2 separate regions of the Mus musculus genome follow, and region 2 is linked to region 1. Evidence: chromatin contacts called from public promoter capture Hi-C data. All regions are on one chromosome and are shown on one strand. The core of a region is the stretch at or near the end of the contact, and the rest is flanking DNA. Distances in the headings are between cores, read along the strand shown. Region 1 holds the start of Phactr3 (phosphatase and actin regulator 3). Region 2 holds the start of Sycp2 (synaptonemal complex protein 2).

Region 1 (6,543 bases), core at 373-2,872:
GCGTACTACAAAGCTCACCCCTGTAGCATGTAGACGTCTGTGGATTTTTAGTGAATGTAGAGTCAGGAAACTGTTCCCACAGGCCAATTTTAGATTATCCTGAGTATCTGGGGTTACCTCAAGGAAACCGTGCACCCATTTGGCTATAATCTCCTTCCTGTTCTGCTCACTGCCCTGTCCTGGGCACCCACAAAGCCTCACTTTTATCCTTCAATGCCTCTTTGCAATGGGGTCAGAAGAGAGAGAACATCTCATGCTGTCTTCTCTCGTGCGTGTGTCTCCTGGCCTGCCACGATGCTTACATCTCACTCTTTTTCTTGGAGATAGGTTTTCACTGTCTAGCCCCTAGCTGGGGTGGCTCCAAAGTCATGAATTCCACCCCAGTCAGCCTCTGGAATGTGGGGATTACAGGTGGGAGCCACCATATGACACTAATCAGTTGACAGATGGCTGGTTTGCTTGTGTTTTTGGACCACCATGAAGGGTGGTCTCCTGCTCAGTCTTGAGGTGCATCTAGTTCATTTATTCCAGAGAGTTTATGGAAAGGAGGGAGGGAGGGAGGGAGGGAGGGAGGGAGGGAGGGAGGGAGGGAGGGAGGGAGGGAGGGAGGGAAAGAAGAGGAGATTGAGCTCCCACTCCAGATTACTGAGGCCGGGAACTTCTTGGACAGGGATCTGCACACCAACCAGGAAGCCACATCCTTACAATGTGTGTGCCAGCCAGGGTCTGAGAATGACCTAGTCTACAATTTAAGGCTCTCCTGCCTAGTGTGTGCCCAGTGATCAGAAAGAGTGGGTTTTCTATGCTGCTTTGAATTTTAGAACTTTATTTTGGAACTTGAGCCATCATCTGCCCAAGAGTGAAGTCTAAGCACTTTTCCTATTTCTTGCAGTATCCCCTGGGCATCTTCCAACCCAGCGAGGTGACACAGCAAGGTCCCCGACCCTTATAAGACTTTCCTTTCCTAGTTTTTCCCACTGCAGGGGAGAGGAGTTGCCAGCTCACCTCCAAGCTCCTCCTAGGAAAGGGAGAAAGGCTTCCTTAGGCAAGGGGGAGGGAACTTCCTTGCTGTTCCCTCTAGTCCTTGGTCCCCTCAGTTTCCTTAAAGGTGAAACTCCCTGACAGGCACCTATGCCTATGGGCTAAGGAATGGATAGAGGGGAAGAGAGTAGTGCCCCACAGGTCCTGACCAGGCACTTGATGCTGCCCCCTTTTCGTTGTGGATAGGTGAGCATAGGGAAGACCATGTCATAACCATCTCCAAGAGGAGGGCCAGGAAAACCAGCCGCCAGGATCTGCCTGGAGAGTGCCTTCAAGGGAGGCACCGCCCTCGCCTCAGGGCTCCTCCTTTCCTGTTGGTGGAGGGCGGGGTGGGAGGAAAGACTGGGGAGGGGGGAGAGGGCATGTGGCTGCTTTCTGTCCTAGAGCCCCAGGTATGGTGGTGGGCGGATCATAACCTACGATCCAGTCCATATGTCTCCCCGGCCTCTGACAGTCCAGGTATTTGAGACCCCTCCCCATCACCACTCATTCTCACTCCCAGCTTCGTGACGTCATGCTCCTCCCATGGCATGATGGGAGAATCCTAATGTTTTCCAACAGATGCTCCAAGAACAGCTTTCAGATTAAAGCAATTGCAAGAGCAAAGATTCTCCTTTTTCCCTTTTTTTCGGGGGGGTGGGGGGTGGGGTGGGGGGAGGGAGCACCCCCAGACATTCCTGGACATCTCCCCCAGCCCCAAGCACGCCATAAACACTGACAAGAAAAAGTTTTTATTTCCTGGTTCAACTTTTTTTTTTCCCCTGGAATATAAGCAGAAGAATGGGAATAAATACGAATAAATAACAAAGCGAGGCCGCGCAAGCCGGGATGCGCCTGGCTGCAGCCTGCAAGGCTTTTGTCTCCCCACCCTGAAGCCAGCCTGGCGTCCTCCTCCGTTCTTTTTCTTTCCTGGTCCCTTTTGCTTTTCCTTTTAAAAAAGACGCCCTCTCCAGCCCCCTCGCCGGTGACCTTGGCCGCCTAGGATGCTCTGATTCCGCATCTCCCTCCAACTTGCCCCTGCGTCGCCTTTCCCATGGCCGCATCCGAGGACGGCAGCAGCTGCCTTGTGTCGCGGGGCCGCTCGCAGAGTGACCCCAGCTTCCTCAGCGACTCCTCAGCCACCTCCACGGACGCCGGGGAGAACCCAGGTACTGGGCCCGGCGGGGGCGGCCAGGCGGGGTGGGGGAGACACGAGGCAGGTGGCATGGGGACCATGTCCCCACGCGCCACAGCTCCCCCCGCCCCCGCCTTTACTGGGGGGGACAGCGATCCGATTCAGGTGCCACGAGGGCCCGTGATTCCTGTCCCCAGCAAACAGGGCTGCCTCGGAGCCCTTTGTCCAGAGAGGAACCGCTTTGCTGGTAGAGCTAGGTATTCTGCAGTGTGCTCTGTTGGCTGGCTGCTGGTCTTTGAACCCCCAGTAGGGAGTGCCATGGTGGGCAGCTGACTGACCAGTGGAAGGGTCTTCGTGTCACCTCCGCCCAGGGCTGGTGCCTACTCTGCCCTCTGTCCAGGCCCTTCTATGGTCCTGTACAGGGTCCCCACCCGAAGGATCAGGGCAGCAGTACACTCCTGCAGCCACCGTGCCCAAGGCTGTCAATGGGCACCAGGACTCCAGCCAGGTCTGGCGCACCTGGGCGCGCCCGCCTCCCGGGACAGGTGTGCTGGACAGAGCTGCTGTGGGGAAATGAAGGGTGTGAGGCCAACGGGCATTGCCGGGGTTTCTTTCTGCTCTGTGTCCACTCTTCCACATTCAAGGCAATGTGGATTGTTTAGGTGATAAACAGGTCACAGAGGCATCTATGTGGCTTGATTGATGACTTTCCTTGGGACCAAGAAAGGCCTAATGAAGCAGGAGGGGGTGGGCTGTGTGCTCTGTCACCATGGAGACGCAGGAAGCAAAGTGATCATTAAAACCTTTCTCCACCAGAAGGCAATTTTCACTTCTGGGGAGAAGTCAGAGCTTCTGAAATGGATCTTTCAAAAAAAAAAAAAAAATCAGAGCTGGTGTGTGTGTCAAGTGGAGGGGCTCAGTTCTGTGTCTTCATGAGGTGCAATCCCTCTTAGTTGCTGTTTGATAACACCTTGCCTTGCCTTCCTTTGTACACTTCTCTTTAAATCCAAGGACTCATGAATGGGGGCTGAATGGTGTTAAATGATTGTTAAATAATGGCATTAAATCCCAGGGGCCAGCAAAGACTGCCTTTGTAGGGAGAGATTCCATAAGAGCTATACTGCCCAGAAAACCCCCTTTTAAAAAGTAGCTCTGAGGGACCCAAAGTGGAAGAGTGAGGGGGAGGACGGAAGGAGCTGAAGGGGATTGCAATCTCACAGGAAGAACAGCAATATCAACTAACTGGACCCCCACGAGCTCCCAGGAACTAAACCACCAACTACAGAGTACATATGGAGGGAGCCATGGCTCCTTGGTCCTGTGGAGGCCCCAGTGTAGGGGGATGCTAGAGTAGTGAGGTGGGAATTGGGGGGGGAGTGGATAGGGGAGTACCCTCATAGAGGTAAAGGGCAGTGGGGATGGGATGAGAGGTTTTGTGGAGGGGAAACCAGGAAGGCAACAACATTTGAAATGTAAATAAAATGCAATAACCAACATAAATAAATAAACAAAAATAAAGTAGCTCTGTGGGTACCAGGACCTGTTATGGAAATTTTAAGCCATAAACCCACCGAGTCTTATAAGATGTCTTTGTTAGGACTTTGGCAGAGTCAGTCACATCTGCTCACCTCAATGTGCCAGGAGAGGGAGTCCCTGACTCTAGGAGGGCAAGTTGATTTCCATAGTTTCCAGGGCAGGCTGCAGCAAGCAGACCCTTAAGTCATTAATGAAGTCTTCCCTTAGTCCTGTGTAACACCCATGGCAGATAGCTTTCCTAGCTCTCAGAGATACTGTGGAAGGTGAATGGTCCCTTACCAGACAACTACTTCCACTCCTTTGTCTCTTTGGCAGTAAAAAGAGGCAAACTTGAAATGATGGTGGATTTAGCTCTTTGGCTGTCCATGAGCTGATGCATCCGTGGGAGGCAGTAACAGGTTTGGCAGGTGGGCTGCTATCTGTCCACGAGGGAGCAGGGAGGAGGGCTCCGACGCCCAGGATGAAATCTAGCATGGGAGGACATGTGCTGGAGCCGTCGACAGGTTAGAATGGTTAGAATGGAGCCAAGCGAGCAGCTATGGGGGAGTGAAAAGTCTAAAACTCTATGAACTGTAGGGCCAGGTATTGAGCATCTGTGGATTGTGTTCAGCAGTGGAGTTCTGGCCAAAGAGAAAATCTTCAGGTTGAGAGACATCCACAAACCTGAAACAGTAAGGGTGGGGTGTGGAAGGTGCTTGCATATGTGGAAGGTTGTGGGAGACAAGCTAAATGTGATGTACCACCTGACTGCCTGGGATGTGCCAGGGCTTCCAGAGAGTCTGATGTTCTAGTCAGTTCTTGTCACAGCCCTTCATTTGACCCTCCATGCAGGTTCCCTTCCCTCTGGCTACCTGCTGCTCTAGCTGGGCACTCCTGAATGCTGAACCCAGCCAGTAGCGGCACAATGGCCAGATTCAGGTACATAGAAGAATGGCCTACCTCCATCTAGAGTCTTTGTTTTTATAAAACAGTCCTAAATTGCTTTTACCCTTCCTCAAGGCATTTTGAATTTAACGACATTCTCTTAGTCAAATCTCAAAAACGTTCTTGGAAAACCAAGCTCAGGCTGCTTTGGCCCCTCGTTCTCCCCATCAGTACTACCTTGTAGTCCCCCACTCTGATATTTGCTCTTCCCTTCCTGATACAGGACCAGATGGGTGGAAAACAGCCACAGGGGTGTGGCATGTGGGCAAGTCTTCACTGTGTGATCTAATTGCCTTGGCTATGGGGAGCTTACCATACCACTGTGTCTATGTCTGTTTAGAGAACTCTCGCCCTGAGGAGATGTAACTGAATGGCTAGTCCTTCCCTCTAGAAAACCAATGACTGATCTAGACACAATTCTATCAAAATCTAATATGGAAAAACCTGAGAGTTTATTGGGTTTCCTTACAGAACATAGATGAGTGGCTACTTACGGGAATGTCGGCAACTTCAAAACAGCTCCACTACCAGAGGATCTAACCCCAGCATGGATAACAACTGCATGGCCAACCGTCCAGGGTGGATGAATGGAGTTCTTTACCCCTCCATGGTCTCATATACTGTAGCACTTCCCAAGGCTACAAGGTCACATTTCATTAAGGACGTAGGACAGAATTATATACAACTAACAGGGAGAGGAGGAGAGGAGGGGCTGGGATCTCAGGTCGGAGTTCATTAGCCCTCTAGCCCCTCCTCTGTAAGAGAATCTTTGCAGTCAATGCACCTGACCTCAGGGGTCTTTTGCAGATAGTCCCAGTAGATGGGACAGAGATAATACCTGTTGTACTCAGAGGACAGCATTTCCCAGCCGCCTCCTCTCTGTAAGCAGTCATGCAGCGATAGTCTGAGGAATGTGCTTTCTAGTTTAGCTGTGAGGAGTTGTGTTGTGTCCCGTGTTTACCCATGGTGGATAACATGGTGCTGGTGTCCTGAGCAAAGTCTGATTAGTGCTCTTATGATAGCCGGATGCCAGCTCATGGGATCTCCGAGCCATAGGAGTCCACACTTGTTACGGTGATGACATTGCCCTTTCTGCTCAGTATATACTGTTTCACACTTCTTACGGGAGCTGTTGCAGACGGTGACACTACCTTCTGCCCCAAATCTTGCCAATACCCCAGGTCATGAGTTTGTGTTTCTTAGCACGAAGGGTGACAAATGGGATCTGTGATAACTTGCAATTCCTCAGTTGCACTGAGCGTGTTCTTGTGGCTTCCTCTTGTACAGTTTCTCAGCATCCCCCTCTGTGCCGTGGACCGGCTTGCAGGGCTCAAGTTACTTCCCCCAAGTTGGTTGTCCCTGTGTGTCAATGTCTCAGCTCCAGTCATGGCTCCTTCTGCAATTTGCAGGGTTCTTTTTGTAAATTGTACTTTGTACCTAATCCGGGGTGAGGTTTTCTTCCAGAATGAAACTTGCAACAAGCCATGGAGTGTTCCTACAAGCGTCTCTCCTTCCAAGGATCTCAGAGTCCCCAGGGAATCCAGCTCTTTCTCCTTGAGCTGTCAGGTTTCTGGTCACCCCCTGCACCCCATGCTGTCTTTATATTTCCATCTCCAGCGTTCTCCCGCCTTGTTCGTTCTTCCAGGTGTGTCCTTGTGCTACTCTCGGTCTCCCCTTTGCCCACTTGAAGCTCATCTCCTTGGGCTCCAGATGCCAGGACCACAGACCAGCCCACAGCCACTTGTAATGCCTTTTGGAGTGTTTTCGCGTAGCCTCAGATGGACCTTCATTCAGGCTTTAACATGGAGGGACCATTTGTATAATGAGGCAGTACCTCCAACCAAGTCTTCTCCACTCAGTGATCTTGTCTGTGGTGGTCAGGGTCTCTCTGTGTGGCAGGGCCATCCTGTGATTTTAGGGTATGGAGT
Region 2 (6,479 bases), core at 1,585-4,084, 270 kb after region 1:
TACATATACTTTAAATTGTATATTTTATCATAAAAATGTCTAGTTTTGCTCCTAAGACATACATTAAAACAATTTTGAAGAACTGAGAAACCAAGGAGAAAAGTATAAAAGTGGAAAAGATAAAAGAACACTAATCACTCAGAAAAGGAGAAACTTGAAAATAAAGTGGCTAATAGAAGGACAAGATGCTACCCCTATAACAGAAGTTCTAACTAAAACAACCAGCTCCAACACTTACTAGGATGGCAAAAACTAAAAAGTCTGTTAATATGAAAAATAGAAAACAATGGGTATCAATAATTGTACTTTGAAAAAAGTAGAGCAGATAGGCAAAAATTTTGTCTATGTTCTATAACATGTAGTTCCATTTCTAGGTATACATTTTACAAAAACCTAAAAGTATAAAAAGAATACTTAATATTTATTGTAGCACTGCCACTATCAGCAGTTTTTTGGTTTTTTTTTTCAGGAAAAAAAAAAAACCTCTGCCTTTGTTGGTATGGTAGGGAGAAATTAGGTAAACAGAAGCAATGTTCACAGAATGCAACTGAATATTTAAACATGTAGTTTAATCAGCCAGTCTTTATCTCACAAGACCCTGTTCAAAACAGGGTAAAATGAAAAGTGAAATAAGACATAGATGATCCCTCTAGAGAGTATTTGTGAGAAATTAAAATACTCACAGGAGCAAGCTAAACTCTGTAAAGGACATCTGTGTATGTGCTAAAAATAAAAGGGTAGAAGAATTCACATACTAGATCTATGAACATGGATTATTTATTTCAACAGCGAGAAAAAATGTAGGAATGGGGAGTAAAACTTACCAAAAGAAAAAAAGAGAGCTTTGGAAAAGAAAAGAGCTTCCTTTTTACAAGCTAGCCTCAGACACATAATCATTTTATCTCCAGGCTACCTTCTTCCAGATCATAAACTTTTTTCTTTTTTTTAATAGAGCCTCTTTTATCTTAAATTACCTCATAGAAAAATCTTTGTTGTAGCAGTTGGCTAGCAAGCAACCATTAGAATATTGGGTAAGCTCATTACTACAAAGTAGAGTAACATTTATTAAAAATGTTAAATTGCTTAGGCATTTTAAGATTACTACATAAGGCCAATAGTTAATTCTAAGGAAAATCTAATATGGCAGAAAATATTAAAAAATACATGTTTCTATGAAAATATACTCATTTAACATACTTTGAAAGTATGTATTGTTTCAATCCTAATGATTGTTAAAAAGTGGTTATTTAACAGTGGTTGTTAGAAAATGAGAATATATAAAATATACTGATTTATAAATTAAGTAGGTCTTTATTACCTATCCAAAAATCACCAGCCCACTATCAAATATCCATAGTGAATACATTCAGAGTAGATATTTTGCCATTAGTCATAAAACTACCTTTATATCCCCTTTTACATTTTACTGCAGTTAAAGTATATCAATGAAATTGAAATCCATAACATTTTATTTCATTTCCAATTTGAAAATGTGATTTAAAACAGTTGACACTTAAAATATATTGTAGACATCTCGTGTATCGTTTCCTTGGGGCCAGCAGCTGTTCAGTGCAACCCTGTGATAATGTTTCACAACTAAAACAATTGGAAGTAATGCAATTTCCCCCAAGTGCTCTGAGCCATCTACACACAGCACAGAATAATTATGGCCAAAAAATATATTATGCTAGCCAGATGGTTCTATTTTCTAGTCTTCCTTTGTACAAAGGAGCCAACCAAGGAAAAGGAAATTTTAGTATCTATATAGTTGGATTTTTAAAGGTGGGGGGGGAGATAACCTGGTTACATACGCACTCAGCACATTACATGAATGCTGACTTCAACAAAGCTTTCAAAACCAGTTCTTTTGTGCTACCTGTCAAATAAGCCAACCATGTACAAGTCAAAGGGGAAGCTAAACAAAGCTTTTTCCTGCCCTGGGGAAGACTTTTAAAAGTTCGTTATGGCGCTCATAAATGAACCAGGAAAGGAAGCACCGAACTTTTCCCAAACAGGCTTGGGTCCAACTAGCAGGCTTTCAGCATGGCCCGATGATTATAGGACGACTGATCCCAGAGCAACTCAGAAGTAGGGAGACACAAGGGACATTGCAGAACACCCATGAGTTAAGCCAACACTCAAGCACATGCGCACAAAGCTTGCACACGTGAGCAGGCTTTGCACATGCGCGCGCAGTCCCCTGACAAAGCTGGGGGAGGGAGGTGGGTCCTCATCCGGGCTGAGGGACCGGACCCACATGGCCTTCCAGGTACTAGAGGCCAACCAAGAGCGCCGAGGAAGCCCCTGAGGCCAAGCCCCTGGTGCCCGCCCCGCCCCCAGCACACACACTGCGCATGCTTAGGGACTTGGGGACTCCGTCAGGACTAAACTGAGGCCTCCCCCGACTCCAGGCGCAGCCACGTGGTCACGCTCTTTACCACAGCCCAGGCCGCCGGGGCCTCGCGCCTCACAAACTCCTCACAAACTCCTCCCTGTATGGTTGCCCTGGATTGGCGTGACCAGTGCCGCCCACACCGCGTGTCCTCATCACGGCCACCCCGCTGACCTGCCCCACCTACAGCGCAGCACACCGCAACCTGGCAACCGCCTCCGCCCGCAAGGGCCGTCGAGTAATGGCGCCTCCTCGCCTCCCGGGCGCCAACGGAAAGTGGGAAGCGCTCGCCCAATCAGAGCCAGCCAGCCACCCAGGCCACGCCCCTTACCCGCAGACACTTTAGGCTGTGGGCGCACACGCAGCGCTTCTGGGAAGGGTCGGTCGGTTGCCCCACTTCCGATGACCCCTGCCCTGTCCACGATGGGTCAGCCGGAAGTGATGGAAAGCAGTCTGTAGGGCTCTCCAGCTGCTTTCCTATTCTGAGCCCCGCCCAGAGTGGTGATGCTGCGCTGGGGAACCGCCTGCCAGCAGGGGGCGCTGTGCCGTGCCAGTTCCACCTAGGGAGGAAACATGGCGGTTAGGAGAACCTGCAGTCACTGTGGGACTCCACCACCCCTCAACTAGGCAATCCTCATGCCCAGGCCATAGGGGAGTGCTGTGGCGCCTCCATTTTCCCTGTGCCCTAAATTTATAACATGGTGGCCCCGTCTTTTGACAAATTTCACCATCATGCACGATGCTGCCTGCTTTGCATTGCCGTGACAGACAATAACTGCTTTATTCAACCCTTCGGTTATCCTATGATCTAGTGGAAACTCCATGGCTTCACGTGAAGAGAGTTAAATATTGATATAGGTGGTGCCAAATCAAAGTTTAAAATGGTATTTATTATTAGTATCTTTATTTTTTATCTAAAAAGGCAATGGTTGTTTAAAAATACATAAAGCAGATGATTTTGCTAGTGTGCCCCTCAGTTGTGGTTGGTATGCATCCTTAGCTGTTCCTGGGGCATGAGATCTAATGTCTACTTACCCCACATAGAGCTCCAATGACAGCCCAAAGGCAGGGTTCCACCCATGTCTAGCTTAAATAACAGACCTTGCCCGGCTTCCTTACAGGATGCAAGTGACATCGAAGCGGCCGTATCACCGGATAACCTAAGCCCAGCATGGATGATTAATGATGGCTTCCCCATAGTTGTACCAGCAGAGATGCTACACTCCCTGAGGCACCCTTCCACCCCTTATATACCCTAGCAGCACCCAAGCCGACGAGCCAAGTGCAATTACCGCAGAATTACATCTAGCTGGAGAGGGAGAGAATCAGCTGACAGCCCAGTGACCACTGCACCCAATTCTTTGAAGGAATGTCAATAGTCAACAGGTCAATGTTTCTCAAGTCATAACAATAGTAACAGCTGCTCTCATGAAGATGACAGCTGTGATGCTCAGTGGCCAGCACCCCTTTCTGATTTAATTATGCTTTGGAATGTGCTTGAAAAAAGTGTGTGTGTATGTTTGTGTGTGTGTGTTCAAATCACAGAATAAAACCTACAGCGTTTCTACCTTTGGCTTAGCTAGAATTACAAACATCATTCCAACTTTGTGCCTTGTTAAACTGAATTTTGAACCCACTCCTCACTGAACTGAGAGTCTCATGCATGCCAGACAAGTGGTCTACCATTGATTTATATTTCCAGCTTTCTTTATACTTTCTGAGACAGGATCTAAGGTGCTCAGGTGGGCAACTTGAACTTGAGATCCTCCTGCCTCAGTTTCCTGAATGGCTGGAATTACAGGTCCAAGGAGATCCTAATTAAAACAAAACAAAAAAAATGTAAAACAACCTGAACAGTTGACAGGCTTTTAGAGGGTGTTTCAGATAATTAGTTTTCAATGATTTTTTTGAATGACTTAAGTACTAACAGTATATAATACAACATGTAAGATCAGAGTGTGTCAACCTCATCACCAGAGACTTACATCATCATCTTCACACTGGGCTTTCTTGTAATAGACTTACCATCCTCCATGATGCAATCTAGTGATTTCTCAACTAGCTGCTTGTTATAGAGACAAAAAAAAAAAAAAAAAAAACCAAAAAACAAAAAAACAAAAAACAAAAACAAAACAAAAAAAACCGTGTCTTTAAACAGTAACATGAATAAACAAAGTATCTAAGTCAATTTGTCAATTTGACACAAACCTAGATGTTATCTGGGAAGAGGGAATCTTAATTGATAAAAGCCTCCAGAAGATGGTCCCCTAGGCAAGCCTTCAGGGTATTAATTAACAATTGATATAGAAGGGCTTTGCTCACTGCAGGCAATGTCTCTCCCTCCCCAAGATCCTGGGGTGGGTAAGAAGGCAGCCTCAGTAAGCTGCTGGGGCAGGGAGGAGAAAGTCAGTAAGCAGTACTCCTCTATGGCTTTTGCTTCTGGCCCTACCTTGAATTCCTGCCCTGACTTCCTTCAGTGACTGACTGAGGAAAGAGACCTTTTCCTCTCAGAGCGTCTTTTGGTCACTTTGCTTTATTGCAGTAATAGAAAAGTAAGACAACTCATTGAATCTTACCCGAACTGTTTGTTTTTATTTAAAGGCTCGAGACCATAGAGTTTGAAAGAAAACCTTATCAGTCATTATCAAAATCTGGTTTCCAGTCACGAATTTTTTTTCTGCAGTGCCAAAGATTAAACCTCTTGCCTTGTGTTAGTCAAGCTAAGAGCTGTATCTTTCAACGCTTTTCACGTGCATTGTTTAAGTGCTTATTGGAAACAAGCTGTGGGCCATCTCTCCTGGCAGAGTGCATGGAGCTGGATAGTCAGTTGACTGTTAAATTTGAGGTGAGCTGGCTGTGGAACTCACCTTTCTGAGCCTCACTGTTTTCAGCTAAGAAAATGTGGGTTATTATCAACTGGACAGCATGACTGATTGACTCCCAACACACCAAAAATCTCAAATCTTGGCCGAGCAAATAAGACAGGGCACACTGAATGCTAGTTTTCTTCTTTCACAATGTGTAAGAGTTTGTACTCTGCTGAAAGTCACAGTGTAAGCTGGGCTCCACAGGAGTCACAGAGGACTATAAAAAAATAAAATAAAATTATCACTGCCCTAAACTCTGACCTATAGCGTAATTAAGATACTTTAGTTTTTATAAGCACACACTATTGTACAGGACTTCTTCCAAGCCATGGAACCTGGCTGCGTTCATGAGTTTGGCTGGCCTGCTTGCCAGAAACCATCATAGCTGGGCTTCTTGATGGTTGACCTTTTCTCTTGGAAGGAGGGGGTGGGAGGGGCGATAGGAGCTTCCCCTGAGTGCAGCCGGCCTCCCAACCCAACCAGTCATCAATGCAGTTCTGTTCCAATTGCAATGGTCTCTGAGTCACTGTAAAGGGATAGACCCGTGGGTCACAATCCCAGAGGTTACGGATATCCTGCATATCAGATATATTTACATTACAACTCCTAACGGTAGCAAAATTAAAGGTATGAAACAGTAACGAAATCTTTTTATGGTCAAGGGTCACCACAACATAAGAAACTGTATTAAAGGTTGGAAGCATTGGGGAGATGAAGAACCACTGGGGGAAAGGGTAAGGGCGGGAAGGGTTATGGGAGTGCACTCTCTCTGCACAGCCCTGGGGAAGTCTTCATCACTGCTGGGTGCAGACCATTCACTGTGGCTGCATTAGGTCCCACTACTCCTTCCTGTAGCCCCTTACCCATTGTCCCCAAATAAGCCTAACGAACTCACTGGTCCCCAGAGAGAACTAGTATGTATAATTGTACCATGAGCTAGGAGAAGGGGTGTGTTTTGTTTACATCTTCCCAGGGAAAGCATTTTAGCAACACATATACAACTCTACTGCTGATGCAGAAGCCCCTCCCTAGAAGACCCAGCCCCCATCCATCTGAAAGATGTCACCCACCGCCAAGATGTTTCAAGTTTTGTCTTCTGGAATGAGGCCACAGCACACACCAGTTTAACAAAGGGACTTTTTTTTTTCACGTTTTAATATTCAGGCTCGAGTAAAACAACTTGAAGTGACAGGCAGTAAAACACAACTCAGCGAGTGCAC

The links. Capture Hi-C pulls out chosen DNA fragments and counts their contacts.
Region 2: a promoter capture Hi-C map of pancreatic islet shows a contact between it and region 1. The contact joins the promoter of Sycp2 here to the promoter of Phactr3 in region 1. A contact is called at or near these places in 1 of 39 promoter capture datasets (pre-B cells), 1 of 115 datasets of contacts at active chromatin or transcription factors (embryonic stem cells) and 2 of 9 other capture datasets (adipose tissue and pancreatic islet).

The regions. Positions count from the first base shown.
Region 1 is chr2:178,140,311-178,146,853 of GRCm38.p6, forward strand. It overlaps Phactr3 (phosphatase and actin regulator 3), which reads left to right and starts at 1,623. Exons shown (of 13, transcript NM_028806.2): 1 at 1,623-2,189. The coding sequence starts at 2,075.
Region 2 is chr2:178,404,824-178,411,302 of GRCm38.p6, forward strand. It overlaps Sycp2 (synaptonemal complex protein 2), which reads right to left and starts at 2,835. Exons shown (of 44, transcript NM_177191.3): 1 at 2,724-2,835. Ppp1r3d (protein phosphatase 1, regulatory subunit 3D) reads right to left here. Exons shown (of 1, transcript NM_001085501.2): 1 at 6,383-6,479.